2 separate regions of the Mus musculus genome follow, and region 2 is linked to region 1. The links are chromatin contacts, called in public Hi-C maps. All regions are on one chromosome and are shown on one strand. Each heading gives the region's core, a stretch centred on a gene start, on an enhancer-like site or on the middle of the called end of the contact. The rest is flanking DNA. Distances are from core to core; before and after follow the strand shown. Region 1 has its middle 26 kb from the start of Gm32590. Region 2 overlaps A930035F09Rik (a long non-coding RNA gene).

Region 1 (7,162 bases), core at 1,317-3,816:
GGAAGAACATCTTGAGATTTTTGTTGTCACGCTGACATCTATGCTTGGGAGACTGCTACATGCCTGCTCCAGTGAACCAAGCACAGCTTAGTTAGCGATGTTTACATTTTGCACTTCGAGGAACACACATATGTAGACGCCAGACTGTGTGAAGTTTGTTATTGTGATAAGAGTTATAGAGATGCTTGTTGCTAATTGAGTCATTTCTACACTCTCCTGTCCCTGTGAAATTTCAGACACCAGATATGTAACGATGAAGTCAAAATTCTCTTCAGCTATAAACTAGTCATTCAACAACTGTTTGCATAAAACAATGAACTTTTAAGCTGGGAAATTTATTCCATAAGTAAAACCAACCACATTAGACACAGTCATTCTTAGAAAAAGATCTAATTAATGACTAGCAAGTAGTTTGTTTTTCCACACATATTGTCCTTAAACCTCTGGTGTTTGCTCCCTACCTATCCATCAGACATGGCTGCCAAAGGAGAAATTAGATACCAAGTAGCAGACAGCGGATAATGGAGGACAATGTCTGCTGGCTGATCCTGCTGGTTTAATAGCTCCTTTCTTTCCATGTGTATGTGTGCCTGCAGCCATTGTACTCATGGAACAAATGCCATGGAACTCTCTGTGTTCCACCATGAAGGAGTGTCCTTACACAACGCACAGCTCAGCTGCCTGTTTCAAAACAGATTTCTACATTAATAGAGAGAGAAATAACACCTCTTTCTCTAACATCTTTAACATGTTACCTACTACCTTTGTGTCTCAAGCAAAGGCCAGCCAAGAAAGGCAGGATTGAAGTCCATCCCTTCTCACTAATCAGAATGACAGGGCAAGTCTGTAAGGACCAGAAGATCTAGACTTAGACCTTATGGAACATATGGTTTCTATCACAATGGTCTAATTTGCTGACACAGTCTAAAAACCTTTAAGTCACTTGAAAATAAATATAGTGAAATTTGATGAGATTTATGGAAACTGAGATTTGAATTTTGTATAATTTTAACATGCCACAATATACCCCCCCTGTGCAATCAACAGCAAATATTAAAGACAGTAATAGATAGTTTTCTGACCCCTATCCTATAGACTACACTCTTTAAATGCATCTATGGCCACTGGAGAATTCACCAGTATTTCCATGTATTACATTTATGTCATTGGTTTTGCCACTATACTGAGGAATTAGATAGAGGGGGTCCAAGTGACATCAGATGAACTCACTGTGAAATTACCACCATAGCTTCATTCCGGTATTATGGCATTTACCAACTCTCTTGGGTCTTACTCAAACTCCTGGGCAGTGCTTTATCATGAAGAATCATGGCACTGATCACTTTGCCTGTTTGCTTAAATTGTTAGGAAGGTCACAAGCTACAGTACAAATGGGGAATCAAGAGATTAGTAAATAAAAGGTTTTTTAAAAGTTAAAGAAGGAAGTTCATAGCATGGGTGATTTGTTAATCAGAAGACGATTGCTAATCTGTTCAAGTCTAGCAATATATGTTGTATTGCACAGCAGATACTTGGTATAAATGCAACCCACCTCAATCTTGTGTATCTATATATACACTTTGGTTCTGAAGACCCAACCCAAAGTTCCATAGATGCTAAGCACATGCTTCCATTGAACTACATCTTTCTATCCTATCATGTTTTCTAGCCCAAGTTTTCCCTTTAAAAGTGGTTCCTCACTTTTAAAATATCATGTCCTGGCACATATTTTAGTAATTACGCTAATTAAGAAAGGTTCAAACAAAATGTTCAAGCATAATGCACTCATAAAGTTCTTGCTTCTGTATTTAAAAGCATAGGTGATTTGTTAATCAGATGATGATTGTCAAGATGCTCTCCAAAAGGAACAGCACAACCTCCAGGTGTAGAGCTATTGAGTGGTTTTACTATAGTGATGTTTTACTATCAAGGGTGAAGATTCATCATGAAGGGAGTCTCCAGCAGAAAAGCCCAGTAATGCCAGAAAACAAAGTGCAGTACTTCTGCAATAGAAGTGGGGCCACCAAGGGCAAGAGGATCAGAGACATCAAAAGCACAGTGACCAAGAGTCACTAGATCTCGGGACCCCTCTTAGAACATTTAAATCCTCTTCTCTCAGGTATTGAGAATGGAAATCTGTATTTCTCTTCACTTTTGAGAGAGCATCTCATATATGCTATGCTGGCCTGGAACTATTGATGTAGCCAAAGATGAGGTGAACTTCTGGCCTTCCTGCCTCTACCTCCAGACTGTAGGGATTATAAGGGTACCGCACTCAGTTTCTATGGTTCTGAGGATGAAATTTAGGTCTACTCCACATGCTGATCAAACATTCTAAGCTACATCTCCAGCTCAAATCTGCATTTTAGATGTGATTTCTAAAGAGTTCTTAAAATATCAAAAATTAAGTGATATCACCCAAGGACCCACAAGAAGGATGACTTAAAAAACACTCATGCACGTGGTTAGCACTGGGAATTTCCAGCAGATTGGCCCAGGGGAAGAGAGCTGTCAGGCAAAAATGAATGGTTTGGGTGTAAATGTAGAGCACAGATGATGGTGACCACAGCTGCCAGGGCCAACTTCCTTCTGTTCAGTTCCTGGATCCCTTCCTTACTGGCTGTCTGGCCTTGGGCCAGTCAAATTCAACTTCCTGGAGATGGATTCTTCATAATCACTACATTGTAAGGTGAGGGTATCAGTCAGCTGAAGTTTATTGGGATTATTCTGTGAGTCATAGAAGATCTTTAACCTCAGAAACTTAGTTTTCCCCTTAGCTAAAGCACAACTGCTCCTCCTTTTTCTCCTTTTTTTCCTCCTCCTCCTCCTCCTCCTCCTCCTCCTCCTCCTCCTCCTTTCCCTTCTCCTCACCCTTCTTCTTTCTCTTCCTCTTCTTTTACTTGTGTGTGTGTGTGTGGAGGGGTATGCACATGTGAAGTACCATGAGTATGGAGGTCAGGAAGTCAATTTGTGGAAGTCACTTCTCTGCTTCCTCCATGTAAGTCTCAGTGACTCAATTCAGATCATGTTTGTCAGCTTGGTAGGTTTACCCACGCTCATGGCTTCAATATGCTTGCCTCAGGGAGTAGCACTATTTGGAGGTGTGACATTGTTGGAGTACGTCTGTCTCTGTGAGCGTGGGCTTTAAGACCCTCATCCTAGCTGCCTGGAAGTCAGTCTTCCACTAGCAGCCTTTGGATGAAGATGTAAAACTCTCAGCTCTGCCTGTGCCATGCCTGCCTGGATATTGCCATGCTCCTGCCTTGATGATAATGGACTGAACCTCTGAACCTGTAAGCCAGCCCCAATTAAATGCTGTTTTTTATAAGACTTGCCTTGGTCATGGTGTCTATTCACAGCAGTAAAACCCTAAGACACCCGCCTAACTGTCTTGGCTCTTGAGTTTCATTATGACATCATTCTTCTGTTCTCAATGACCCTCTTCCTCTTCCCAACTTTCAACTTCAGCTTCCATGCCTTTGTGTGTGCATGATTCAATAAGTTTAATTGGGGTTGCTTTGTAGTGTGTGTCAAGGTTTACTTATAAGCGCATAGGCAACATATGATGGCTGCATCATTGAAGAAACTGACTCATGGGTTCTTATCAGACCTCACCACACCTCCAATTCTCTGGTCCTTTCTCTCCTTTTCATTTGCATGCACCCTGTCTTATAGCCAAGCTCAACTACATAGAAATGAGGTTGAAGGTGTGCTACATGGAAGTCATGGGGCAAAGCTCACACAACAAAGTGTGGTGGGGATTTTTGTAGTGTGTGAGAGAAATCAAAATGTTGTGAGAAAGGGGAGTGATGAAGGGGAATGGTTCTTGCACAAAAGGTTGAGGAATAATGGAGAGGAACAGTTCTATCAGAGTAAGCTGATGAACTTCCACAGTGCAGCTCAGGCTCCTGGCTCACAAGGGGATTTTAAAGGGGGAAGGTATTAAAGTAATTCTGATGCCTGCTGAGCTTTGGGGCCTCAGAGCTGCCCAGGAAACACCCTAATTAACAGAAGTGTTAAGATTTCCTGTTGGGTGTGGTTAAATCAAACCAATGCATAATAAAAGAAACCCTTGTTTTCTGGGATCATGGCCTTATTCTAAAAGACCTCATCAGTGGATACCGAGAAGCTATCCCAAAGATGAGATCCGCTCTGTTCTTGAATTAAAAATTATGGCCCATGAATTGTAAAGTATAACAATAGCTGCAATAAAATGACTGAGAAACCCAAATTCATCTAATCACGCATCCATCTGGCTCATTCAAGCACACACAGTGCACAAAAGACTATGGTTGCTGCCTGCCTTCCCTCTGCTTTCCCTGAATAGAGTGTCAGGAGATCACCATCAAACCCTGTGATAAACACTCACATTTCCACAAATGTAGATTGTGTTTTAGAGAGATCAGCTTTAAATTAGTTTATTAAAATAGGATAAAACCCAGAAGTCTAAAAGAGCAGCGTTAATATTCTGCTCAAATCATCTCTTGATTTCTGTTTCGAAGGGCACTCACTGTAAGACAGCCTGGTTTTTATTACAGTGAAGAAAGGGACTCCTTCCATTAATCAGACAGAGCCATAAAAACAGGTTTCTCTAAAAGCCGATGCCTGACAAGTCCAAGTGCAAAGTTTGATTTTGTGAGAAGGTAAAGAATCTCTTTAGAAATATTATAATCAATTCTGAAAACTTAATTTTTTTTAAAGCTCCGTGGCATTTTAGCTATTGTGATTTCAATACCAAATGTTCCTCCAAGTGATCTTATTCTGTCTCGTGGAAGAAAATGAACTATTTAGCTCCGTGCTTAATGGCTAACTCCATTCAGTGTATCCATTAGGGCCATCCCCCAGACAGCTCTGATCGATACATCTGGTTATGAACCAGAGGTCCTTGCAGCCAGCGATACTCAGTGGAGATAAAGAGCTGAGGGCCCTGGGTGATTGATGCTTTCACAGCAGTGTCCTGACAGGTGAAGCTCCACAAGGCAGAGTAGAAAACCATATGAAGGCAACCAATAGGTCTTGGGGGAAAAGCTGGCCAGCTTGGCCAGGAGTCCCAGCTGAGAGTCAACAGAACTGAGCCCTGGTGCTGCCCCTGGGATTTCCTGTGGAATCTGGACTCTGTCTACATCTTCTGTGACAAAGAAGTTCCCTGATCCCCAGGGACTCTCTTGGAATCAGGCTATGGAGTGCTTCCAGTAGGGAGTCACAGGGGTGCTAATCAAGGAGGCTGTTCTCCCTGCACTCCTCATTCCTACCCTGCAGATTGCTCTGACTGGCAGCTGTGACCTGCATCCTTATGGCAAGCACAGCCTTCCAGGTATTTGGACATATTCTAAGAAGCTCTAGCTCAAATCCCAGAAGGGTAGCCAGCAATTAGCAATGGCAAGGCCTTATCACTAAGAGCCTTCCAGTGTGACAGTCTCACTCATGCATTTGAATAGACAGGTGTGCAGCCATGCGAACATACTCCCCTCATCTAAGTGGCAGAGTAGAAAGGGAATTCCAAATATTGTACAATTTAACTGGAGAACTTTGAAGCTCATTAAAAATGTGAAGAATTGAAGTCACAGTGTTCGTAAGAAACACTGAAGCATAAGAAGGTCTGGAGAGATGGTTCAGACAGTAAAGTGCCTGCTGCACCAGAGGCAGGTTTGAGAACCTGAAATTGATACCCAGAACCCAGGTGAAAAAGCTATCCCTGGTGGCATGTGGTGGTAATTCTAGCACTGGGGAAGCAGAGACTGAAGAATCTCTGAGATGCAAAGGTCACCCAGCCTGAACTAGCTGGTGAGCTTCAGGCCAGTAAGAGACCCTTTCCCAAAACATGAGGTAGCCAGACTGACCACTAGCTTCCCATGTACATGGGCAGGCAGAAGCACACATAGACACACAAACAGCCACATATTCACATATGTGATCACATACATGAACACAGACATAATCACACATGAAATGTTTACTCACATACACACTCAGACACATGAAGATGTACCTGAACACTCACTCACATACATTCACTGCCATACTTACACGTTTGAACACTCACATTCACACATCATTCTAGGTACTTTTTAACAACTTGACAAAAGCTAAAAGTCATCTTAAGAGGCGGGAACTTCAATTAAGAAAGTGCCTCCATAAGATTGGGATGTAGGCAAACCTGCTTAGTGATTGATGTGGAAGGACTCAGCCCATTTTGGGTGGTGCCATCCTTGGGTTAGTGTCCTGGGTCTATAATAAATCATGCAGAGCAAGCCCTGGGGAGCAAGCCAGTAAGCAGCACCCCTCTGTGGCCTCTGCCTGAACTCTACCTCCATGCCCCTGCTCTGCTGGAGTTCCTGTCCTGGCTTTCTTCAGTGATGGTCTATAATGCAGAAATACAAGGTAAACAAACCGTTTTCTACCAAAGCTGCTTTGGTCATGATGTTCATCATGGAAATAGAAATTTTAACTAAGGCATTCATACACACCCTCACACATATACCTACACACATGCACACTCACACATGAGCATGCAAGTGAATAAATACACACAAAACAACAAGCCCAAGGGAAAATGCCAGTGATATATTAGCCACTAGGCATTTCTGTACCTTAAGCCTTTGTCATTTTCAGGGAAAACACAGAAAGCCCGAGCAGAAAGTCCTTCCCACAGAAGCTCAGGAGAAGCGAAACACCTGCCTACTTGTTCACATTAATACTTGAAACAAGAATGCGAAAGCACTCCTGGAAAGAGTCACCAGGAGGAACTGAGTCACTGGGGTGGTCCTGTGCTTGAGCATGTGAGATGGGGCACTCACCCTCCTGAGCCTACCTGCCTGACAGCCCTTCTGACAGGGACAGAGCATCTCCACACTTTTTGGCAGCTTCATATGTTATGAATTTCTAGGTATGTGATTGTGTTAATAATGGAGATCCTGTGTCATCAGAAAACATATGATAACAGATACTGGCAAGGATGTAGGAAAAGAGGATCTCCTTGCTCACTGTTGGTGGAAGCAGGGTAGCCACTATGGAAACCAGTGTGGAGGTTCCTCATAAAATTAAAAATAGAACTACCATAAGACCCAGCTCTTCCACTCCCAGGCATGTTACCAAGGGACTCTATATCCTATCAGAGAGATACCTGTGCATTCATGTTTAGTGCTGTACTGTTCACAGCACA
Region 2 (7,162 bases), core at 3,056-5,555, 500 kb before region 1:
TCCTGGGGTCAAACATGTGGTGACCATCCACAGAGCAGCCAGGAAGAGAGGAGGCTCAGTAAGGTACCCTGGCTTGGCTTATACTAACACCTCTGGGAAGGAGGGAAGAGACATCCTCTGAAGCCAAAAGTGAGGCAAATGACCAGCTGGGAATATCCAAGAACAAAGTTAAGCAGCCCAGAAACCCAGGGTCTGCCATGCTAGAGACAACAGTTTGGAACTGGGCAGCTGATAGGCTCTGGACAGGAGTGTATATGTGTAGTGCTTGGGACAGGAATATAGAGGTGTGGTATATGGAGTGGCTAGGTTTGAGAAAGAGATCACTAGGCTTGGGTCATGAACAGGAAGCTGCGCATCCTTGGGAGTTAGGGCTTCTGTGTACCCACCCAATGTGGGATAGTGCTTGGGTGGTTGTAAGGCCTCTATCCCATGTTTTGCCCATGGGTAGCAGTGATTGGGGGCAGTGGGATAGCATGAGTGAGGTATTCTCTTCTGGAAGGCACACAGAGATAGTGAACCTGTTTGAGCCTCTCTCTCTCTCTATCCCCTCCCTCTCTCTTCCATTGTGTGTGTGTGTGTGTGTGTGTGTGTGTGTGTGTGTGTGTGTGTATGTCTATGAATACATGTGCATATGTATGTGTGTATGTGTCTGTGTGTGCATGCTTATGTGTATATGCGTATGTGTGCATGTGTAGCCATGAAGCGTGTATCCCTGTTCTCACAGCTTCTTTATTTGGGGTTTAGGAACAGCCTCAATTGGTAAAGGTTTTGCTCCATAAGTGGTCAATGTCCAGAACTCGTGTATACAGCCAGCATGGTGGTATGTACTTGTAATCTACAGACTATGGAGGTGGGGACACACATGTCCTTAGGGCTCACTGGTTAAATAGTCTGGGTGACTCAGTGAGCTCCAGGTTCCAGTGTTTCAAAAAACTAAGTGTATGGCGGGCAGTGGGGGTAAACACCTTTAATCCCAGTGCTTGGGAGGAAGAGGCAGGCAGATTTTTGAACTTGAGGACAGCCTGGTCTACAGAGTGAGCTCCAGGACAACCAGGGCTACACAGAAAAAAAAAAAAACAATTAAGTGTATGGTATCTGAGAAAACAGAGAGAGAGAGAGAGAGAGAGAGAGAGAGAGAGAGAGAGAGAGAGAGACCGACCAAAAATAAAAACAATAACAAAAACAAAACAAACAAAAAGCCAAGACAAAACCAAGAAAGCAAACCTCCAAACCCCAGCTCTATTTATATTCCCAGTTCAACCTGTGTAAGTGCATGGACATCATGTCAGCAAAAAAACAAAACAAAACAAAAAAACAACCCTAAGTCACTGGGCCCATCTTGCTTTTCACTCTCTTCCTTAGCCTCCATTAATGAAGAAGAGGGGCAACCCCAGTGCCTGCTCAACACCCACAGGTCACCTGAAGGGTCTGGTAGAATGCTAACCTTAGTCATCTTTGATTTAGTGAGGGAAAGAAACACCGACCCCTTTTCTGCTGTTAAATAATGATAATATATGCTCTAAAAACTCATTACGACCATAATCATGAATAGCTAGTGATTTAGAATTTGAGTTAAATAGTTAGGCTGCTACATTTGTGCTCTTTGGGTGTTTGAATATAATTATTTGAGGATTAAATTGAGAGACATCGATCAGTCCCAGGAATAAATAGCAGGCTTGCTTGCAAAGCCCAAATTGGAAGGGAGAAATGAGAGTTTGCAGAGAAGATGTCTGTTGTCTGAATGAATGAATAAGAAGCAGATACTCCACACCTAATTACAGAAAGGCTTCAGGAAAGGAATTGATTAGGGTTTTCAAGAAGATACCTGAGTAATGAAAGGTGATTTTAGGAAATGGTTTTGTTTTTGTTTCACCTTTAATGGACTCTAAGACTGGAGAAGGGATTTATTAAAGGAGAAAAATGATAACTATAATTATATCATTTAGCAATCTCAATTTGGACAAAAGCTTGGCAGTAGGATAGCTTTCTTGGAATAAAAGGAGTATGGAGGCCCAATTAAACACTACCTCCCATGGCACATATATTAGATTCACAAAAACCTATTACACCATCCTTGCTTGCTGATAGATATGTCCCCAGAAGTTTATATCACACTTGGAAAAAATGGAATTTATCACAAGAGCTAAACAAACAAGTAGCCTGTCGCTTTGTACCGAGGGTAACCTTAAAGCAAGGGTATTGCGTATAGTTATACCTCCAGGTCAGTTGATTGTACATATTTTTGAAAAAAGTAAATCCTTTCAATTAATTTTTTTCAGTGTAAATCTGTTTCAAATGACTTACTCTACACCCTAGAGTCCGGTTTTAATGTGCTTCTGTTAAGGATTTCATAACACGCGGTTTGGAATACTTTTGCCTGAAAGTACGAGCTGTTATCTCAGTGTAAAGCAAGGTGAATGGAAACACGCATACAAAGGTATTCTGTAGCTCCCACTGAAATCAAACTGGAGAAGGCAAGTCTGTGAAGCCAGGAGATCAGCAAGCAAGGGTGTGTGTTCAAAGGCTCTCTGCTCTTGGGCTCACAGCCAGTAGACTATCCTTGTGAGTCTATAGGGGTGGGAATGTGGGGAAGGTTTTGGACTCTCTCAATCCTCAGAGACCCCAAAAGACAAAGAAAATTCAAACCAGTAGATGTTTCATAGCACCTGGGAGAGAATCCCAGTCCACACATTCTTGCAGTTTCATAAACTAGCAAACACAGACCAGCATGGTGTTTTCCAATACTATAGGGCAATATATCACACACACAAATTACCTCTGGGCTCTGGCCAAGAAGAGCTTTAAGGAAACCAATGGATCTCCTGCCGTTTCACCACATTGAACTCACATCCTCCCTGTCTGCAACTACCCAGAGGAAACGACCGTTTTACCCAAAAATGAGACTGTAAAGTAAGGACAGGACTGAGCTCAGGATAGGATTCAGCATGGTAGGGGAAGGACCAGTAGTCACAGACTTTCCTCTCACCAGCACTGGGCACTGACTGGGCTTTGAAGTTCTGGGCTGGATTGGCAAATTATATTTCAAAGGAGCAGGAGGACATGATTAGGAAGGTTGGTGTGTGAAAACAGCACCTGGGGCTCTGATTGGGACACGAAAGATACTGCTGAGGATTTAGGGATGGCAAAAACTGGCTTGTGATTTCCTGTGCCTGTGAACAGGTTGCAAACTCACTTAGAAGCCAAAGGGGACCTTGGTATTCATCATGTGCTGCCCATCTTGTGTTTTGAGACAGGGTTGCTGATTGGCCTGAAACTTGCATGCTAGCAAGCCCCAACATTGGAATTACAAGTGTGCACCACCACACCTGCGTTTTTAATGTGGGTTATGGGGACCAAATTCAGGACCTCACCTTGTGCTTCAAGCATTTTATCAACTGAGCCATCTAACTATCTCTAAATGTTAAGGTGTTTGTTGCTGCTACTTCACCAGAATCCTTAGCTCCTGTCAAGAAGTTACCTTTGGTGCCTTCCCTATCCTTCACTATTCATCTTGCCCTTCTAGCACACTAACCTCCACACCCTTGCATACATTACCCCTCAAACTTCTCCATGCTGGAGGGGCATATACTTCTTATTGTCCCTTACACTGCAACATTGCTTGAACTGGTAATCCAAAGAACTCTGAGACCCAGCCAATGCCTTCAAAGATGTTACAATCTCCTTAAAATGATGAGAATAACAGACAATTGCAAACATAAAACTACCCAACTTGTGAGGGTAAATGCAAAATCTTATAGAAGAGAGGGTGTGATGTGATCTGGGTCAGCAAGGGTAAGGTGTGGTTTCAGCAGCTGGAGGGGGGGGGGGGCGATGTCAGGGAAGGAACCCAGGAAGGGTCAGGACTGAGGCTGTCAGGAAAAAAAAAAACAGCCAACAGGATCAGGAACAGACACAGATGGGATGTGGGAGGGGCTCCCATGCCAGAGCAGGGACCCTTCTGTGCTGGACCAAATGCTAGCAGGTGTGTGATAGGGAGGGAACCTGGAGTGTTGGGATGCTGAGGGCTAGTTTGCAGGGCTGGTGTTAAGTAGAAAGTGGAGGCCAACTGAGTCCAGAACCCAGGTTTGTTTGTTTGTTTGTTTTTGTCATGTTAGGAAAAGATGACATGGGAATAATGATTTAGAATCTCCCATGGACCAGTTGTAGTGGCTTAATTAAATGGCTTACTCAATGAAGGGCAGCATGTAAATCAGAAATTCCTGGGACAGGTTTTGAGAAGAGTCCTTGAAGACAAAGTATCAGGGTTAAAGTCTCAGATGGAACACTTCCTCTTTTTTGTTTTCCTTCCTACCTCCTTTACACTCTTGTCTATAGTGTGCACTCGCATGTGTGTGTGCTTGTGTGCATGCATGCATGTGTGTTTCATTTAACAAGACAATTTGCTGACCTGTTTGAGATGGCTCTGATGACTGTACAATAAGCGGGACTTAGTGATCCTGTGGAAGAGGGGAAAGGGGGGACACAAAGTATGATGGCAAACCCCTTCCCCATTTCTTTTTTGTTTTTCGAGACAGGGTTTCTCTGTATAGCCCTGGCTGTCCTGGAACTCACTTTTTAGACCAAGCTGGCCTCAAACTCAGAAATCTACCTGCCTCTGCCTCTGCCTCCTGAGTGTTGGGATTAAAGGCATGCACCACTATGCCCAGCTACCTTCCCCATTTCTTGAGTCCCCCATCTAAAGCTTCATCTCCCAAGGACAAGCACATCTCAGAAGCACACGCTTATTAATCTAAGACTAGGTCTGGGCCAGCCACAGCTTGCAGATGATGTTCTGTGATGAGCTTGTCATTTTGAGCTGACTGGAGATCTCCAAGCAGTTTGTTGAAAAAAAGGAAGTGGATCCTGTTTACTCCCAAACCCCACTGTGCTCAACAGGATTAAGAAATGAACACTGATGCTTTCCACAAGCCTTGTCCAGAGCTTCATCTTATGTGTGCTTACTTACTTGTGTGCACACTGAAGTTTGTACACGTTGGTGTGGCTCCTTCCCCCAGTCGAGATGGCAGTCTCATGACAAGGATACACCACTGGGGAGTCTGTTGCCATGGCCACTCCCATTCCTTCCCTTGCTTCCTAGCTCTTGGCATCATGCTTGTTTACTTATTTGCTTTTGCAGAGCTGGATGGTAGACCTCAGGATTTTCAATACTCTAGGTAAAAGCTCTACCAGTGAGCTTTACTTCCAGTCCCTTCTTTCTTTATGTGTTTTTCATTTCCATCATTTGCTTATTATAGACTCTTTCTGGGAATGGAGTGATGGCACATGTAAACTGTGATATCAGCTTTTCCACTTTGAACAATCCCCTGGCAACCCATCAGACTTGTGTCTGCACTAACAAGTATAGAGGAGTTCTCATTGTTGAATACCATAGTTCACTTTACATCTACCCTTTGAAAGACATTTGCTCACAGGCTTAGAATTAATCAAAGTCCCAGAAAATACTTGTGTACAGGCTCTTGTGTGAGCCTACCTTTTGATTTGTCCAGAATAAAGTCCTTATTCTCCTTATTCTGCTGGACCTTATGTGTGTGCTTAGTTTTCTAGTAAATCATAATTTTTTCCATAATGACTCTGCTATTTCACATTCCCATTGAAGATGAAGGTTTCTTGGCAATCTTGGTCAGTCTGGGACATACATACATGTGTGTGTGTGTGTGTGTGTGTGTGTGTGTGTGTGTATGCCACTACTACTGATGTGTAGAAATGGCTAAGGAGATTTGAAGAGTGCCATGGCAAATTTTATGTCAACTTAATGCAAGCTAGCATCCTCTAAAAGGTGGGACCCTCAATTGAGAGAAAAATGCCCCATAAGATTCAGCTGTAGGGTATTTTCTTAATTAGTGGTAAATAGGGGATGGCCCAGCCTATTGTGGGTGGTGCCATCTCTGGGCTGGTATTCCTGAGTTCTATAAGAAAGTTGATTAAACAAGCCATGTGAAGCAAGCCAGTAAGCAGCACTCCTCCATGGCCTCTGCATCAGCACCTGCCTCCAGGTTCCTGTTCTGTTTGAGTTCTGCCTGACTTCCTTTACTGATTAGCAACAATATGGAAGTGTAAGCTGAATAAAGCCTCTCCTCCATTGACTTGCCTTTGGCAATGGTGTTTTGCTGAAGCAATAGAAATACTAACTAAGACAGGCACTATATTAATTGCTTTTCTGTTGCTGTGATAAAACACCATGACCAAGACATCTTATAGAAGAAAAAAATCTGATTTTGTCTTCTGGTTCGAGGGGGCTAGAATCCGTAATGGTGGGGACAGCTTGGTGGTGGACAACATATGGCAAGCATGAAGGCTTAACAGCTAGAACAGGAAGCTGAAAGCTGAAAGTTCGCATCTCGAACTACGAGCATGAAGCAGAGGAGGTGGGAACACATGCACACACTAGGAATGGCATGAAGCCCTGGAACCTCAAGGTCTACCCCTAGTGATATGTCCTCCAGATGAGGTTGGTGACAAATCTTCAGTGGTGACCAATGGGAGAACATCTTTCCTCCTGGGAGCCCTCTGCAGTAAAGTGTCTTTTTCCTCCACTTTAAATGTAAGATTATTACAGTCTAGCATATTTTTAGTTCTTCTTGTAAAGGTAGCTGTTCTCAAACTCAAAATGTAGCCAAGAAATGACTTTGAACTTATGATCCCTTCTTTTTACCTCCCAGATGCTGAGATTACAAATCATGTACCACCATGTGTGCTTCATGTGGTGCTGGGAACTGACAAAGTCATAGAATAGGGCAGGTTTTGTAACTGGAAAATCTCATTCAGGACAGGGAGGTTCTCAACCCTTGACCCTCCTCCCCGACCTGCTTCTAGTTGAGCATGTCCTATGTTTACCATTCATGCACTGAGTTCAAGACTGACATCTATGTGTGCATCTTCAGGAATCCTAACTGCCAACTCATCATGCTAAGCACAACGTTTAGTAATCACAGTTTGGGAGAGAGGGGGTAATTACCGATGACTTCTAGAAATGGTCCTATGTTTCTACTTTCTTGACTCTAGCTTGATAAACCCTTCTCTATAGACAACCTCCAGGGTAAGCCCTTGAAAGAACTGTTAGATAATTGCTATTTAGTGTTTTCAAGCAAAAGCAATCATGTAAATATATACCAGAAACTTAGTAGCAATTCATCTGGAAGAA

Evidence for each region. Hi-C and Micro-C count contacts between places; a contact is called where the count stands out from the background.
Region 2: a Hi-C map of bone marrow-derived macrophages shows a contact between it and region 1, with 16 read pairs. The contact joins two enhancer-like sites.

What each region holds. Positions count from the first base shown.
Region 1 is chr8:127,776,610-127,783,771 of GRCm38.p6, reverse strand. No RefSeq gene overlaps it. Among named protein-coding and RNA genes, the nearest start is that of Gm32590, 26 kb to the left of the region's middle. Within about 2 kb of position 2,566, at least 6 of the 459 cell types and tissues checked have an H3K27ac peak or open chromatin away from gene starts, as enhancers often do. A contact at or near this core is called in bone marrow-derived macrophages, where this site is marked.
Region 2 is chr8:128,280,709-128,287,870 of GRCm38.p6, reverse strand. The region is part of intron 1 of A930035F09Rik (a long non-coding RNA gene); the gene reads left to right. Among named protein-coding and RNA genes, the nearest start is that of Mir21c, 6.1 kb to the right of the region's middle. Within about 2 kb of position 4,305, at least 7 of the 459 cell types and tissues checked have an H3K27ac peak or open chromatin away from gene starts, as enhancers often do. A contact at or near this core is called in bone marrow-derived macrophages, where this site is marked.